5 separate regions of the Mus musculus genome follow, and all the other regions are linked to region 5. The links are chromatin contacts, called in public HiCAR-type and promoter capture Hi-C maps. All regions are on one chromosome and are shown on one strand. Each heading gives the region's core, a stretch centred on a gene start, on an enhancer-like site or on the middle of the called end of the contact. The rest is flanking DNA. Distances are from core to core; before and after follow the strand shown.

Region 1 (2,700 bases), core at 125-2,624, 1.7 Mb before region 5:
TCCGAGTCCAAAGCTAGGTTACACACAAGCAGTTCATGTAAGATTTTATCAATCCTCCTAGCAAAATAAGGTGGACACAAGTTATAGAAATCTATGTCCTAATCCCAGCACTCGGGAGGCACAGGCAGGTGGATTTCTGAGCTTGAGGCCAGCCTGGTCTACAGAGTGAGTTCCAGGACAGCCAAGGCTATACATAGAAACCCTGCCTCATAACCGCCCCCCCAAAAAAAACAAAAACAAAAACAAACGAAAAAAAGAAATGTATGTCCTTGACCCAAAGCAATCGATGTTGGGATCTGTGTATAACTTTGTTCAAATTCTCAGTTTCCTAAGTTCATTAAATAAATTATTCTATTTCCTGGGACTTTGAGATCTTTTCAAATAGAAACCCTGCCATTATAAGTTGCCCTCAGAGCACTGGTTTAACAGTGTCCTAGTCTTCCAGCATATTCTTTGTTCTCATTTGTCACAAAACATTTTTTCTAAAGTCCCTGTGGTTTATTTTTTTTCACCCGTCAACCTTTTAACAGTGGTGTCAAATTTCTACATACCTTTTTTCAGTTTTCCTTTTGTTAATAATTTCTAATTGCATTTCATTGAGAAAGAGAAGTGTACAGTAATGAGGACAAGATCGTATTTCGAAGGATATATTTACAGATCTATTTCACAAAGTTGTACTGAGAACTGACTGATATCCATCATCAAGCATCCAGAAGAGCAACTGCACAAATAAATAAGCCCATTTTATGGGGGGGGGGGGGGGTTGAAAAACAGTGCACACACACACACCCCCCGAATTCCAGTAGCTTCTGTATCGCCAGCCGGGTACTTTTCCCACTTCAAACCCCCTGTCGGTTTCCCCATCTAAACCCACTCTGACTAGGTCTTCGATCCTGTTCTAGGCCCTCGGTCTCCTCTCAGTTGGGTACCCACTTTAGGTCCCTATGCTTCATCCCTGTCTACCCCTTTAGCCTTTATCCTCGTCCTCACTCCACTCTGGCCACCGCACCTCTCCTCCTTCCGATGGTCCACTCGCGTTTCCAAAGAAGGATCTGGGGTTCGTCCTCCTCTGCGCCTAGACGAAGAAGCCTCCCCCAGGGTTCCTGCGGCGGCGGCGGCTGCTCTTCCCCGTGTAGCTCCATAGGACTCACATCTACAGAGACCCAGAAACGCCGGCTCAGGGACTACTTAAAAAACGCTCAGCACCGCTGCTATAGCCTGGCCGCCGCCTGCCTCCCCAGCCAGGACCCCACCCGCCGGCCAGCTTACCCCACGCCCTGCGCGGATCCCGGAACCGGCCTTACAGTCGCCGCCACCGCTGTCAACAGACATCTCGGGTACCCCAGCTGATCCACGGGAGGCGAGGGGGAGGGGAGCAGAGCGGTACGCCCTGTGATTGGCTGGCGGCCGTGCCCACCGAGAGCGACGGCTAGAGCGGTGCCAGAAAAGGCTATCCGGAGGGGGCGGGGCGGAGCGATCGGAGCCTGCGCAGATGAGAGAATGTGCACCTTGTTGCCATCTTTGATGCTGGCAGGCAGGCGCACTTACCTTCCTGCAAAAGCACGGAAGTAGCTGTGGAGGGCACCATGTTAGATTCGGGCCAAAAAAAAAAAAAGACCGAGTAACTTATAGATCGGAAGGTCCTTAAAACCTCACTTGTAATTCCGAGATAAGGTGCTATTTTCACACGTCAGATTACAAAATGTGAAAGCTTGGTACAGTGGGCCAGCCCTTCGCAAGGAGCATAATTTAAGATGTCAATTAGAATAGAAACAGGTAACTCGTCTCTGAGGGCTGATTTGCGGTATCTTTAAATCCTGTTTCTTAGGATCTTGTGTCATTCCCGAGTTGTATGCTACAAGCATGTTGGTGACCCCCCGGTGAGAGAGAAACACTGGCAAAAACAATGCCCTGGAAGAAAGTCACTGAAGACAGAGAAGCAAAGTCCACACACAGTGGTTCTTGAGCAGCTCGGAGTAATGTCTTTGCTGGTGAACAGCTTCAAAAAAGTATTAAACATCTGTTTGTTTGTTTGTTTGTTTGTTTGTTTGTTTTGTAAAAAGAAAACACATACACAGACACATTTGTAAATATATGTGGAAATGCGTCTTTGCCTATGTCTACAAAGATTTACTCAAATACTTTTGAAAGGATATAAAAGTAGCAGTGGCTGCCTCCGGGAACATGGATTTGTACCGGTCTGAAAATCGCCGAAGAAGACCCCAGACATAGATAATATGCAAAGACAAAGAGCGTTTATTCTGAAGAAACAAGCAGTATGTGGGTCACATTTTTTGAAATGGTGTCCGCAGTCAAGGGTGTGTGGGCCTTCTTATTGGGGGGTGGATATTAGGTAATCTCTAATGTGATTGGCTGGGCCACTGTTCACATTTGGGAACTGAACTGTGACCCTCACCCCCACCCCCCAGTTAAGATTATATAGAGTTTTTAAGCCTAAAATCCACAAACATCTGTGCTAAATTATTCCACCAATCAGGATTTAGGGATAGAGGGTTTACTTAGGAACTTGTCTTTGTTGTATATGTACCCTGCTCCCATTGATCTGGGTACTCAACTTGCAGGGACTTGACTTACCTAACATTCATGTCCTAACTTGTCACAGTACCCATGTACATATTTCTTTCTGCCAAGTAGGATGTCAATTCCCAATAGGCCTTAGGAACTTAAACTTTACTCGGC
Region 2 (2,700 bases), core at 121-2,620, 1.8 Mb before region 5:
GTGCCTGGCTGAGGTCCTGTCAGGAAAGCAGCCTCTTAAGGACAACTAGCCACACTGCCCTCCTGGCAGCCAGTTTAGATATTGGGGCTCACTGGGCAGACACCTCTGCAGTCATATGGGCCACCAGAACCTCCGTGGAAGACTTGCTCCAGTCATGATCTGTCCAGACAGCCTCCACCGACACTGAGCAAGACAGCATGGTAGTGAACTCTGATGACCTTGCAATCGTCTCATCCAGGCCAGGGGGAGGCTCTCCCTTGGTGGCTCTGCAGAAAACCTGCGATTGATTCAAACGTGCATGAAGGACTGCCAGGATTGGGGCTAAGACCCTTGCCATAACACCCTTTTCTCTTTATATATAAGCCGACTGAAACTCACGTTTCAGTCAGTGTGAAATACAGCCTCTGTATCCTTTTTTTTTTTGGTATGTCAGGCCTTAGAGGGTTTTTGTAAAAAAAATTTAATTTATTTTTATCAATAGTAGGGTAGGCTGAGCTAGGAACACCAAAAGGCTGAGGCTAGAGAGAATAGAGAGCTGAGGTGAAAGAAGGCTGTGGAAAAAACAGATCCTGTTGCTAAGACTTTTAGGGAGCTGTCTAGCCAAAGGACCGCCTTAGCCATTGTGGAAGGCCAAGGGTTCTGAGAATGTCTGAGGTTAGAGGTTCATTCAGGAGCAGTAATATTACCAAATGCCTGCTGCTGTTCATTGTTGCTCAAAGATGAAAATTATAACAGCTGCCAAGTGCTGGGCCGCTTGGTAGTTAAAGCCCAAGCCTGGAGCTGTAAGTCCGTGGGCCTGCCAGTCTAGTCCCTAGGCCTTGGGTACAATGGCCCTGGAAGAGCAGGTGGACACCTTTCCTACACAGAAGGACCCGGTCAATTGGTCAAAAGCAACTAGAGCGGTAAAACTTGGAGGCGCGATGGTAGGTGCCAGGGACTAGGGGTGGGGAATGGAGGGTTGATAGTTGAATGAAGAAGGTTCTTAGGGAAAAAAATGGAAAGAATTCAGGAGGTGAAAGTTGAGAGTATGCATACACTTAAAGATTACAAATGAAAACATAAAAACTTCAAATTGAAGTGCCAAACTTGAGGTTTTTCAATTCATATAAACCCAGTGCCTGCAGGCAGATTTCTGAGTTCGAGGCCAGCCTGGTCTACAGAGTGAGTTCCAGGACAGCCAGGGCTACACTGAGAAACCCTGTCTCGAAAAACCAAAAAAATAAAATAAAATAAATAAATAAACCCCAGTGCCTGATTTCCACCCACTAAAGGGCAGGCATCTGCGCCTGCTACCCTGCGACCACCGGCAGGTGGCGCCCTGGGCCGCGTTTCCTGATTCGTCGGGGGGGGGGGAAGGGGCGGGACTTCCACCAGCCGGAAGCGGAAGTCTGCTCCTGGCGTCCCGCCGTCAGGTCGCGCGATTTGCGGCATGGCTTTCCGGCAGGCGCTTCAGCTGGCGGCCTGTGGTCTGGCCGGTGGCTCGGCCGCTGTTCTCTTCTCGGCGGTCGCGGTAGGGAAGCCGCGAGGTGGCGGGGATGCAGACACGCGCGCGACCGAGCCGCCGGCCTGGACAGGAGCGCGAGCCGGGCGCGGCGTCTGGGACACCAACTGGGACAGGTGCGGGGACGGGAGGTTTGGGCTCGGCCCTGCTTCCTCACCTCCATCCCGGGATGGCGGAGATCGGTGCTCTGAAGGGAAGGGGACGCTGCGTGCTAGTGGGTCTTGAGTTTGTGTGAATCGGTGGCAGTGCCTGGATGGCGCACCTCCCGAAGGTCTTCGCGCCTGGGCCACCCGTCTCTCTGAGGGACCTCTAACCGCCCGGACCCCATACTCGAAGAGTCCTTGTTCAGAGACAGTGCACCAGGTCTTTGTCCCAGGACCACCATCCTCTGTGGGCCTGAAATTCCAAAGGATTAAGTCTTACTCAGAGTCAGGGTCTTGATAGACAGCCAGGTTTGCCTCACAAATTCTCCTCCTGCAGCTTGGGGAAGATTGGGACTGCAAGCATGCTATCCCTTCAGAGGCCAGAGAACCCGTGCGTGAAGTAGAGCCAAGGGTTGGGTTACCCATGGAAGCCGGGTACAGTGGCATGTATAGCGAGTGGCATGCAGCTTTAATCCCAGCACTGGGAGTCAGAGGCAGGCAGAACTCTGAATTCTGGGCTATATAGAAACACCTTGTCTCAAAAAAAAAAAAAAAAAAAAAAGAAAGAAAGAAAAAAGAAATGACCTGATTTTAAATGTTTCATATTTGCTTGCTGTGTCTGCTTACGTGGATGGATTGGTACAGTGGCCTTGTTAGGTGGGGAAGGATGCATGACAGATGGATCAACAAGTGCCGGAAGGGACTAAAAGGGGCATATCCACTTGGTTTCTTTCTGGTATGCCTTCCTCTCTGACAGTCGTCTCCAAATTTTGTCTGGTCCAGCCCCACACACGGCCCTGTAGCTGCAGCAAGACTTTGGCCTGGTCTGTATATGGGACTAACACCCCAGGTTAGCCTGCTCAGATCATGCTTGAGCCGCCACCACCACCCTTTCCAGACCTTCCTCTTCCACCATTGTGTTAATTTGGGCAGCTCTGACTTGTCCTATTCCTGCCTCCTACATTTAACTGAGTAGCTTCAGTTTCTTCGGCTCCTACGTCCACTCCACTAACTACAGTCCTCAACATTGTGATGGCCACTACCCCAGTGACTGCT
Region 3 (2,700 bases), core at 82-2,581, 1.8 Mb before region 5:
ACCTTCCTGTTCCCATTTCTTAAGCAAAAAACAAACAAACAAAAACAAAAACACGAAAACAAAACCCCCAAGAAACCAACGACTGCTAAGAAAGGGTTGATATGTATGTCAGTGGTAGAAGACTTGTCAAGATGTGCCACGCCTTGAGTTTTATACCCAGCCCTAAGTAATTAAAAAATGAAATTGTGTTTAAGTTCATAGTAGCAAATGGAGCCTCTGTTACCCGTAAGATCTTGTTAGGGTTGGGTTATCTCTAAAGTTCTAAAGTTGAGTTAATGGCTTAAAATGTCATTTTCCTTCTAGAAGAATTACTTTTCATCTTCCACTAAGAACTAGATTTAGGAGAAAGTGAGCGTTAGTGAAAAGTGGCTTCATACGAACACATACCTCGGGCTGGTGAAAGAGCACACCGACTGCTCTTTCCGAAGGTCCTGAGTTCAAATCTCACAACCACATGGTAGCTCACAACAAGAGACCTGACGCCCTCTTCTGGTGCGTCTGAAGACAGCTACAGTGTACTTATTTATAACAATAAATAAATCTTTGGGCGGGGGGCCGATCGGAGTGAGCGAGCAGGGTTGACCCGAGCGAACAGAGGTCCTAAATTCAATTCCCAACAACCAGATGAAGGCTCACAACTATCTGCACAGCTACAGTGTATACTCATAGACATAAAATAAGTAAATCTTAAAAATAAATTTAAAAAATTCTAAAGAAATCTTAAAAAACAAAACAAAAACAAAACACATACCTCGTAAACATGGGATTACAGTTTAGAGAGGTGGAGAGAAGAAGTGCTAACAGGGCTGTGGGTTCTCATCAAAAGTTTCCAAAATATCCGCGATAGGGTCTTACCGTATCCAGGGGGCGTGGAGAGTGAGGTTTTCCTCCCACGACTGACGCTGCCTTACCTGGCTGTGCGGCCACCGCTTCAGACGCGCTGGGCGGAGAGGAGAGCGTCCCGCAACGGTTCAGGTCCCGCGGCCGCTTCTCTAGCCGGCGGACCAGCCAGCGCACGGCGATGAACAGCACCGAGGCGCCCAGGAGCTCCCAGGCCAGGGCCGCCCACTCCACCACAGCCAGCCGCTGCCACAGCATCGCCACCGCCGGCGCCGAGGCCTTGAGCGCGGCCGCTGCAAATGCAGCCCGCGTCGCTCCCGCCTCCGGCCCTCAGAAGACCGCTCGCCTCGCCACGGGAGTCGCGCCTGCCCCAAGCCTCCTCCTCCGCCCGGCCGTGGTTAGACCAGGCGGGCTGCGCGCGCAGTGCGGGCCGTCCCGTTTCCCAACGATCAGGCTAGAACGCGGCCCGGAACGCAGCCTCAGGCGGCTCCGGAGGCAGCCCGGGGTCCTGATTAACGCGAGCGCAGCCCGGCAGTGGCGCGGGCAGCTTGGTCGGGGTCCTGAGTCGGACTCGGCGCGCTGCCTGGCGCGGCTCGCTCTTCAGGTGCGCCGCCCCGAGTTGTCGCTGCTGGAGAGCGCGAGCGGGCTCCTGGGTCACCCAGACTGTGTGTCATCCCGAAGCCAGCAGAGCTGGGGCCATAGTGCTTGACTGATAGGGGCTGAGGATGAATACGGCGGCCAGAAAGCCCAGCTCTGCCTCCTGTTGTTAATGAAGATTTTCTCTGGAATACAGGCAGAATGCCTATACCATTCCGACGGATAACGCGAAAGCCTACCTAGCACTGGGATTAAAGATGTGAGCCACCATGCCAGGCTGCTGATTTTAATTTTTGAAGTCCTTTTCTAACCTTTGTTTTTCTTTTTTGAGTCTTAACTATATATCCCCAAACTGGCCTTATGCTGGAGATCTGCCTCCTTGAGCTCGCAGAAATGTGATTACAAGCATGTCACATTAATTTCTGCCCACAGATCATGAGCTATGGAAGCCCGTGATGGTGTAGAGGCTTCTCACATGTACTCTGAGTGGTCTTTAGAAGGCAGAGTGGAGGATGGAGGCCTGTTCTGTTCAAATGTGTATCCTACCTCCTGCCAGTGAGAACTTGGTAAGACCAATTCTCACTATCCGGAGAGGGTGGCCTGAGGAATGGCCTAAAAAGGCCTGAGTGGAGGCCCCGACACGTTCAATTTACAGGTTACCAGCCAAGAGTCAGATATACATACCCTTCAGGTCATATCTTCAGTTAAAGATGTTACTTACTCCTCAGAACAGTCTCAGGGAAGCCAAACTAGATGACTTGAGAAATGCTAAGATGAATTTCCAGTTATTTTTATAGCCCCAGGATTAGAAAGCTAATTTAGATGTATTTCAGTATTTAGCTGGGCGTGGTGGTGCACATCTTTAATTCCAGACAGAAGCATGTGGATATCTGTGTTCGAGGCCACCCTGGTCTATAGATCCAGCCCAAGAGGCATCCAAGACTAAGTAGCAAAACCTTGTCTCAAAAAAACCAAGATAAATAAGTTAAATTTAATTATAGGCAGATGGGTAAAGTAGTATTAATTCCTTAAAGAAACAGGTACAGGAATATGTCATAGAGCAGTGGAGAACAACTTTTAATGTTTTGTCTTTTGCTTCATAATTGTGTTTATTTAAAGAGACCATGTGGGGTGGGGGGCTGAAAAGATGGCTCAGCGGTTAAGATCACTGACTGCTCTTCCAGAGGTCCTGAGTTCAATTCCCAGCAACCATATGGTGGCTCACAACCATCTGTAATGGGTTCTGATGCCCTCTTCTGGTGT
Region 4 (2,700 bases), core at 90-2,589, 1.4 Mb before region 5:
ATGAAGAAAGTATGAAGTTTACAGAAACATCAGACAATGGGACACACTCAGGAGAAGGCTAATCAAACACTGCTGCACAAGGGACAACTCAGGGTTTCTCAAAAACATTTCTGACCAAACTTCTAGTGGCCTTGGAACTGATAACCACAGCCCCATATGGTGGGAAGTTGTGCTCTCAGAATCTGATTCAACTCCTCCCAAAGGCCCTGGGCCCAGACCATTACCAGCTCTCCCAAGTGTATTCCTGATTTTAGAAAAGGCCCTGGTTTTATCTCTATACCCAGGGCCTCAGGGTAAGCTCCCAAGGACCCAGTTGAGTAGGCCCCAGGCTGTGACTGGCTCAGCCAAGCATGTTCCTGGGTTTCAGAAGGAGCTGTGTCCTGCTCCAGACATGGGGACCTCAGGGAAATTACAGCTTGATCAGGCCAGTACTCAATAATACAAAAGTTTTCTTCTCTTTTCTTTTTCCCCCTTTCACATGGCTGTCACTATGTGTCATCTTGCCAATGTGTCAGAACTATGCTTTTCTCAAGAAGAAAACAGAACCTTTATGGCACACCAGGCCTTACTGTAGATTGTGATCCTGTAATGCCTCATTGAGCAGCTGGTTAGAGGCCTGCTCTTTGATATGGAGATGGGCCTAGATGCTTGCTGTAAATCAAGTTTGTTTCCTTTGTTATGGTTTGGAACCATATATCTGGGCAATCCTGGTGAACAAGCATGTGTATCCTAGTAACCTATACTCTAAATGCCCTGGTTAGCACATTACTTATCTGTGGGATGTGTTACATGCAGTGCACCCTCAGCTAAATTCTACTTGGAGTGCCTTACTATCCGCTAAGCTTTAGTAAATCCTTTACATCATCAATCCTGCACTTTTACATCACAGCTTGATATTGGATTGCTACCCAGCACACAACCTCCACAAAATTAACTCCAAATGGATTGTCCACCTTAATGTCAAATGCTAACAACAGAACTTGTAGAAACTAGGACTCTCTGAGTTTGGGATCAAGCCAAAGATCTTTCTACACACAGGCCAAATGCTCTGCACAGATGCATCCCACACAGTGAAGTTATTCAGAGGCTATAGCTGGGTCCCGCGAGTGGCTAGGACCTCAGGGGACCTCACACATGGTTGCAGATTCCCACTGAGTCCCGGGAAAGACCCACCGCAGCAGCTCGCGCTGCTCAGACCCCTGCTTCTCCCCATTGTTTTCAGTGACCTTGTACTCACCATGTCGCAACTTCGAAGCTTGCCTTAACACCCTCCACAGCATCCAGCGGCAGGACAGAGAGCACAGCCTGCTCAGCTACTAAGCGAAACCGGCACCAAGGCACCCGGAAACCCCGCCTTCCCTTCTGACTGGCAGGTTCGCCTAAAGGCTCTGATTGGCCAGTAAGTCTTGAGTGACGCGAGTACCTCCCCTAGGGTTAGAGTGTGCTGAAGGTACACAGTGTAGAGGTTCTCAGCCCAAGCTTCTGTCCAGGGCCCAACCTCTTCCAGATCTACGGGGATCTGCATTTCTGTAGTACTAGTGCGAGTCCTCAGATATCCTACCCATCTGTCTCCCCGCGCAACCGCAGGGAAGCCCCACCACTCCACCTGCCACTGCTCAGCCGCTTGCTCCTCCCCTAGGTGGGCAGTGACCCTGTCATCACCAGGGCCTAACTTCAGCCACAGCTTCCCTCAGTAGGCTGTTTGCCTTCTTCCTCCTTGAATCAAGGTAGGGAGCTTGCATAGCCCATTACTCAACTTGCAGGGGAGTTATCAATCTGTCCCATAAGCGGAAGGGTATTAACAATTAAAGAGAGATTTGGGGAAACAATAGTTTATAGAAATTAATAGGCTTATTAATTTCTGGTTTGTTATAGTCATAGTGTAATTTATTTTTGCTTCAATCTTAATAATCAGTTTAAAAGGATGCAGTTATGCAGTGGGCCAGCCCCAGCGTGGGGTGTTTCTTCTTTTTTGGTTTTGGTCTTATTGAGGAAGCGGAGGGGGAAGAGTAGGCTGAGGGAAAGACTTTTGTCTTTTGAGATTCTAGGGTAAGACTTTGTCTCACCGAAAATTTAGGGTTGCTGTATAATAAAATGTTTACTTATCTAAGTCTAAGTTACTATGCTGTTGTAGCTGACCTGCCTTCTGTGATCCTCTGAGGCCAGAAATCACAGTTTCTGGCACTCAGCACCTCATCCTAAAACAGCAGGAGATTAAGTAAAGGATTAATTGCTAGACCCTTTGCCCTATTGTCCAGATGCCTCCTGCTGGGAGGGAGTTTGGAGCAGTAGACTTCTATTGAACCAGGAGAAGAGAATAACACTCTAAGAAGGAAAAACTTTTACATAAGCAAATATGCATAATCTCACATAAATTCATATTGAGCTTCATTCATGCTCATTTATTCATTTTTATTCAAACCCAGCTGGGCCCAGCTTTCATGCATTCTCACAATTACATACTTACACACACACAAGCAGACATTCTCACAATTTTATACTTACACACACATCCATACTTACATATGCATATGGAGCAAAAGACCAAGCATGGGCGCAGCAAGGATTCACTCAATCTGGATGAAAAAAAAAAAAATGTGTTCCAATCTTTATTACATAGAGAAAGAAAAGGCTTCTACCTTTTTAATGCTAAATAAATTAAACCCATGTTTGTATAGAAAAAAAGCTTTGTTTCTTTTA
Region 5 (2,700 bases), core at 29-2,528:
AGAAGAACTAGGGCTTTGACTCCAGATCAAATGTAGGCAAAGTTCCAGAGCCTAGGGCAATGGTTCCTCTTCTGATGGCCCCGGAGAGCTGGGTACCTATTATGAGTCCTGCAGTTTTCATTGCTGCATTTTATCCACTTTATATTCATAATTATGTTCTCTTTATAAGTATGGACTATAAAGAGTCAGGAAAAGATACCCCATCCCTACAGACTGTGTACCTTTCCAAGCCCTGGTGCAATGCAAAACTGAGGAGGCTGGTTCAATCAACAGCCTTAGGAAGATTTCAAGTCACTATGGGGCATTGGGGTAAAGCCAGCCATTCAGTGGGTGGCTACAATCTATACTATGACAGATGTACACAAAGATGCTTGCCAATAGACACAGCTGATAATCACCTTGTCTCCATCTTGCCCCATCCCAGGCCAATGATGCTCAACTTTCCTAATGCTGTGACCCTTTAATACAGCTCCTTATGTGACCCTCCCCATACATAACATTATTTTCATTGCTACTTTATAACTGTAATCTTGCTACTGTTATGGGTCATAATGTAAATACTTTTGGAGATAAGTGTTTGCCAAAGGGATCACAAAGGGTTGGTCTAGACCGACATGGCTGCTAGAGAGGTACCCACTCTGGGGACATGGACTGCAGAAAGGTAAGTTTGGCAATCTGGGTGCTCCATGGTCAGTCTCTATGAGGCCTGAAAAGGAGGTCAATAGGACTCAGGATCTGTAGTCCTGAGAGTGTGGGCAGGGAGATGCAGGGGTTAGCCTCATTTGGATGAACATTACCTGTAAAGCCCAATGGAAATTAGGAGCTCTGGGCGAGAAAACACTGGTCGGAGGACATATGTGTCCAATGCCGGAAATTGCAGGAAAGCCCTGGAAGGTTGCTGACCTCTCAGGAAGGGCCAATACAAGTTCTGTAATCTCATGCCCAAACCCACCGCACCCAATGGGCCGCTGGAGTCGGCCAGGTGTGCTCGTCTGTTCCAAGAGATAAAGGGATTGTTTGCGTGCTCCAGTCCACAACAGGTGGGCGACAGATTCCAGGGCTGGTCAGTCATTACACGCCGGTGCTGAAGTAACGAGGCTCTGTGTCACCACCCTTTTGAAGCCAGCTTACACTAACAGCCTAGACTTCCTACCTGGAGAGTAGTAACCAGCCCCGTGGGAACGCTCGGCTATCCTCCAGTCGCTAGGGGGCAGCGCTTTCACTGCGGCGCATGCGCCTTTCTGGCTTCAGGAGGCGGCTTTCATTCTCTGTCTTCCGCCTCAGTTGAGCTTCCGGCGCGAAGGTCACGGACAAAATGGTGCCCCCGGTTCAGGTCTCTCCACTCATCAAGGTGAATCCTCATCCCCGTTGTTGCGCGGTGCTCAAAGCTCCTCTATGCCCCCTTTCCCCTCCCCTCCCGTGACTTAGCATTGCCCACCCTTGGGACTGCTGGCTGTGGTCTCGAGCAATCCCGGCCCTGCAACCCTTGCACACACACCCGCCCCGTACTCCCTCTCCCAGTACTCCTCGATGTCCGACCCCTGCGATCCCCTTGTTCCCTCGGTGTGCCTTCTACTATAATGTTTTCTTCTGCAGTTCGGCCGGTACTCCGCTCTGATCATCGGCATGGCATACGGCGCCAAGCGCTACAGTGAGTTTGGGGACCGGGAGAACGGGATTCCGGGTGAAAGGCTGTGTGACACTGCTCGAGCCTGCAGTTCCTTGGGAGGGAGATGATGCCAGGCCCTAGAGGGGGGCAGGTGGGAACAGCTATCTGGAGATTTTGGAGTCGGCTTTTTCACGAAGCAGCATTTTCAGAGAAGTTAATTGCTTCCACTCCCCCCCAGGTTACCTAAAACCCCGGGCAGAGGAGGAGAGGAGAATAGCAGCGGAGGAAAAGAAGAGACTAGATGAGTTGAAACGGATTGAGAGAGAACTGGCGGAAGGTATGGCTTTTAGCCTCTCCCAACACCCCCGAGTTTTCTGGAAGTAGCTGCTGCTTAGTGGACCAGGGGCTGCCTCTCATCCCATGACTGTTTTGTCCAGTGCTGTCCTCCGTGGAGCCCAGTGGAGTGTGAGAGGCATACTGCCCCTTCTCTTGGGTAGCATCTGCAAATTGCCTTTCGAGAGGTTACTGCTGAGCAGGCTCTCTGACCCCTCTGTGTTGACTTCCTGTGGATTCCAGTCAGATGGAGAAGGCAGTTGGGGATGCAAAGGATGGTTTTAGTAATGAAGTTAGGGTTCTCTTGGAATTAGATTCTTGATTGTTTAAAGCCCAAGTCCCCGTAAGGTGGCCCAAGTCTGTATAATGTTTGACATGGTCTCTTCTCACTTTTCAGCTCAAGATGACAGCATTCTCAAGTGAGGCGTCAGCGAGCTTGCTTTTCTCTAGTCGTTGAGAACGAATAAAGCTTCATTGTGTGATGCTGTGGCTTCCTCTCTCTTTACTGTTTGCTTCTAGGTACCGGCTCTGTGGTTGCATCCTGGCTTTTCCTTGGGTAGGGAGGGTCGGGGGTGGGGTGCAGTGGGTGGAGTTTCAAAGGAATTAATGATCATTACCAGACACACAGACAAAGCGAGAAGTGCTGGGGCATGTGAAGGTGCAGTGGTAAGGCCAAATTAGGGCTCCAGGGATGCCGGGGTAATCCCTGGAGTGGCCTAGCCTCCTGGAAGCAGCTTGCTCTGCTCTGATCTGCACTC

What was found. Promoter capture Hi-C pulls out the DNA fragments that hold promoters and counts their contacts. HiCAR-type assays count read pairs that join an accessible place to other places.
Region 1: a promoter capture Hi-C map of pre-B cells shows a contact between it and region 5. The contact joins the promoter of Chfr here to the promoter of Atp5k in region 5. A contact is called at or near these places in 9 of 39 promoter capture datasets (cranial neural crest, frontonasal cranial neural crest, hippocampal neurons and 5 more), 3 of 115 datasets of contacts at active chromatin or transcription factors (astrocytes, microglia and stem cell-derived neural progenitor cells) and 1 of 9 other capture datasets (liver).
Region 2: a HiCAR-type map of astrocytes shows a contact between it and region 5, with 7 times the contacts expected there. The contact joins the promoter of Pgam5 here to the promoter of Atp5k in region 5. A contact is called at or near these places in 3 of 39 promoter capture datasets (cranial neural crest, hippocampal neurons and second pharyngeal arch cranial neural crest) and 1 of 115 datasets of contacts at active chromatin or transcription factors (astrocytes).
Region 3: a HiCAR-type map of astrocytes shows a contact between it and region 5, with 9 times the contacts expected there. The contact joins the promoter of Ankle2 here to the promoter of Atp5k in region 5. A contact is called at or near these places in 9 of 39 promoter capture datasets (the 3T3-L1 cell line, cranial neural crest, frontonasal cranial neural crest and 5 more), 3 of 115 datasets of contacts at active chromatin or transcription factors (astrocytes, embryonic forebrain and microglia) and 1 of 9 other capture datasets (liver).
Region 4: a promoter capture Hi-C map of pre-B cells shows a contact between it and region 5, with 5 times the contacts expected there. The contact joins the promoter of AB010352 here to the promoter of Atp5k in region 5. A contact is called at or near these places in 4 of 39 promoter capture datasets (hippocampal neurons, liver, pre-B cells and 1 more).

The regions. Positions count from the first base shown.
Region 1 is chr5:110,134,504-110,137,203 of GRCm38.p6, reverse strand. Chfr (checkpoint with forkhead and ring finger domains) reads right to left here and starts at 1,374. Exons shown (of 18, transcript NM_001289577.1): 1 at 1,270-1,374; 2 at 1,010-1,153. The coding sequence starts at 1,142.
Region 2 is chr5:110,268,569-110,271,268 of GRCm38.p6, reverse strand. It overlaps Pgam5 (phosphoglycerate mutase family member 5), which reads left to right and starts at 1,370. Exons shown (of 6, transcript NM_001163538.1): 1 at 1,370-1,617. The coding sequence starts at 1,430.
Region 3 is chr5:110,229,635-110,232,334 of GRCm38.p6, reverse strand. Ankle2 (ankyrin repeat and LEM domain containing 2) reads right to left here and starts at 1,331. Exons shown (of 13, transcript NM_001253814.1): 1 at 912-1,331. The coding sequence starts at 1,098.
Region 4 is chr5:109,865,350-109,868,049 of GRCm38.p6, reverse strand. It overlaps AB010352 (cDNA sequence AB010352), which reads right to left and starts at 1,339. Exons shown (of 4, transcript NM_001378279.1): 1 at 1,238-1,339. The coding sequence starts at 1,240. Gm35089 (a long non-coding RNA gene) reads left to right here and starts at 1,430. Exons shown (of 3, transcript XR_389508.4): 1 at 1,430-1,727.
Region 5 is chr5:108,432,977-108,435,676 of GRCm38.p6, reverse strand. It overlaps Atp5k (ATP synthase, H+ transporting, mitochondrial F1F0 complex, subunit E), which reads left to right and starts at 1,278. Exons shown (of 4, transcript NM_007507.3): 1 at 1,278-1,351; 2 at 1,597-1,651; 3 at 1,848-1,946; 4 at 2,340-2,431. The coding sequence starts at 1,316. The coding sequence ends at 2,365. It overlaps Gm34319 (a long non-coding RNA gene), which reads right to left and starts at 1,276. Exons shown (of 3, transcript XR_003955776.1): 1 at 1,154-1,276.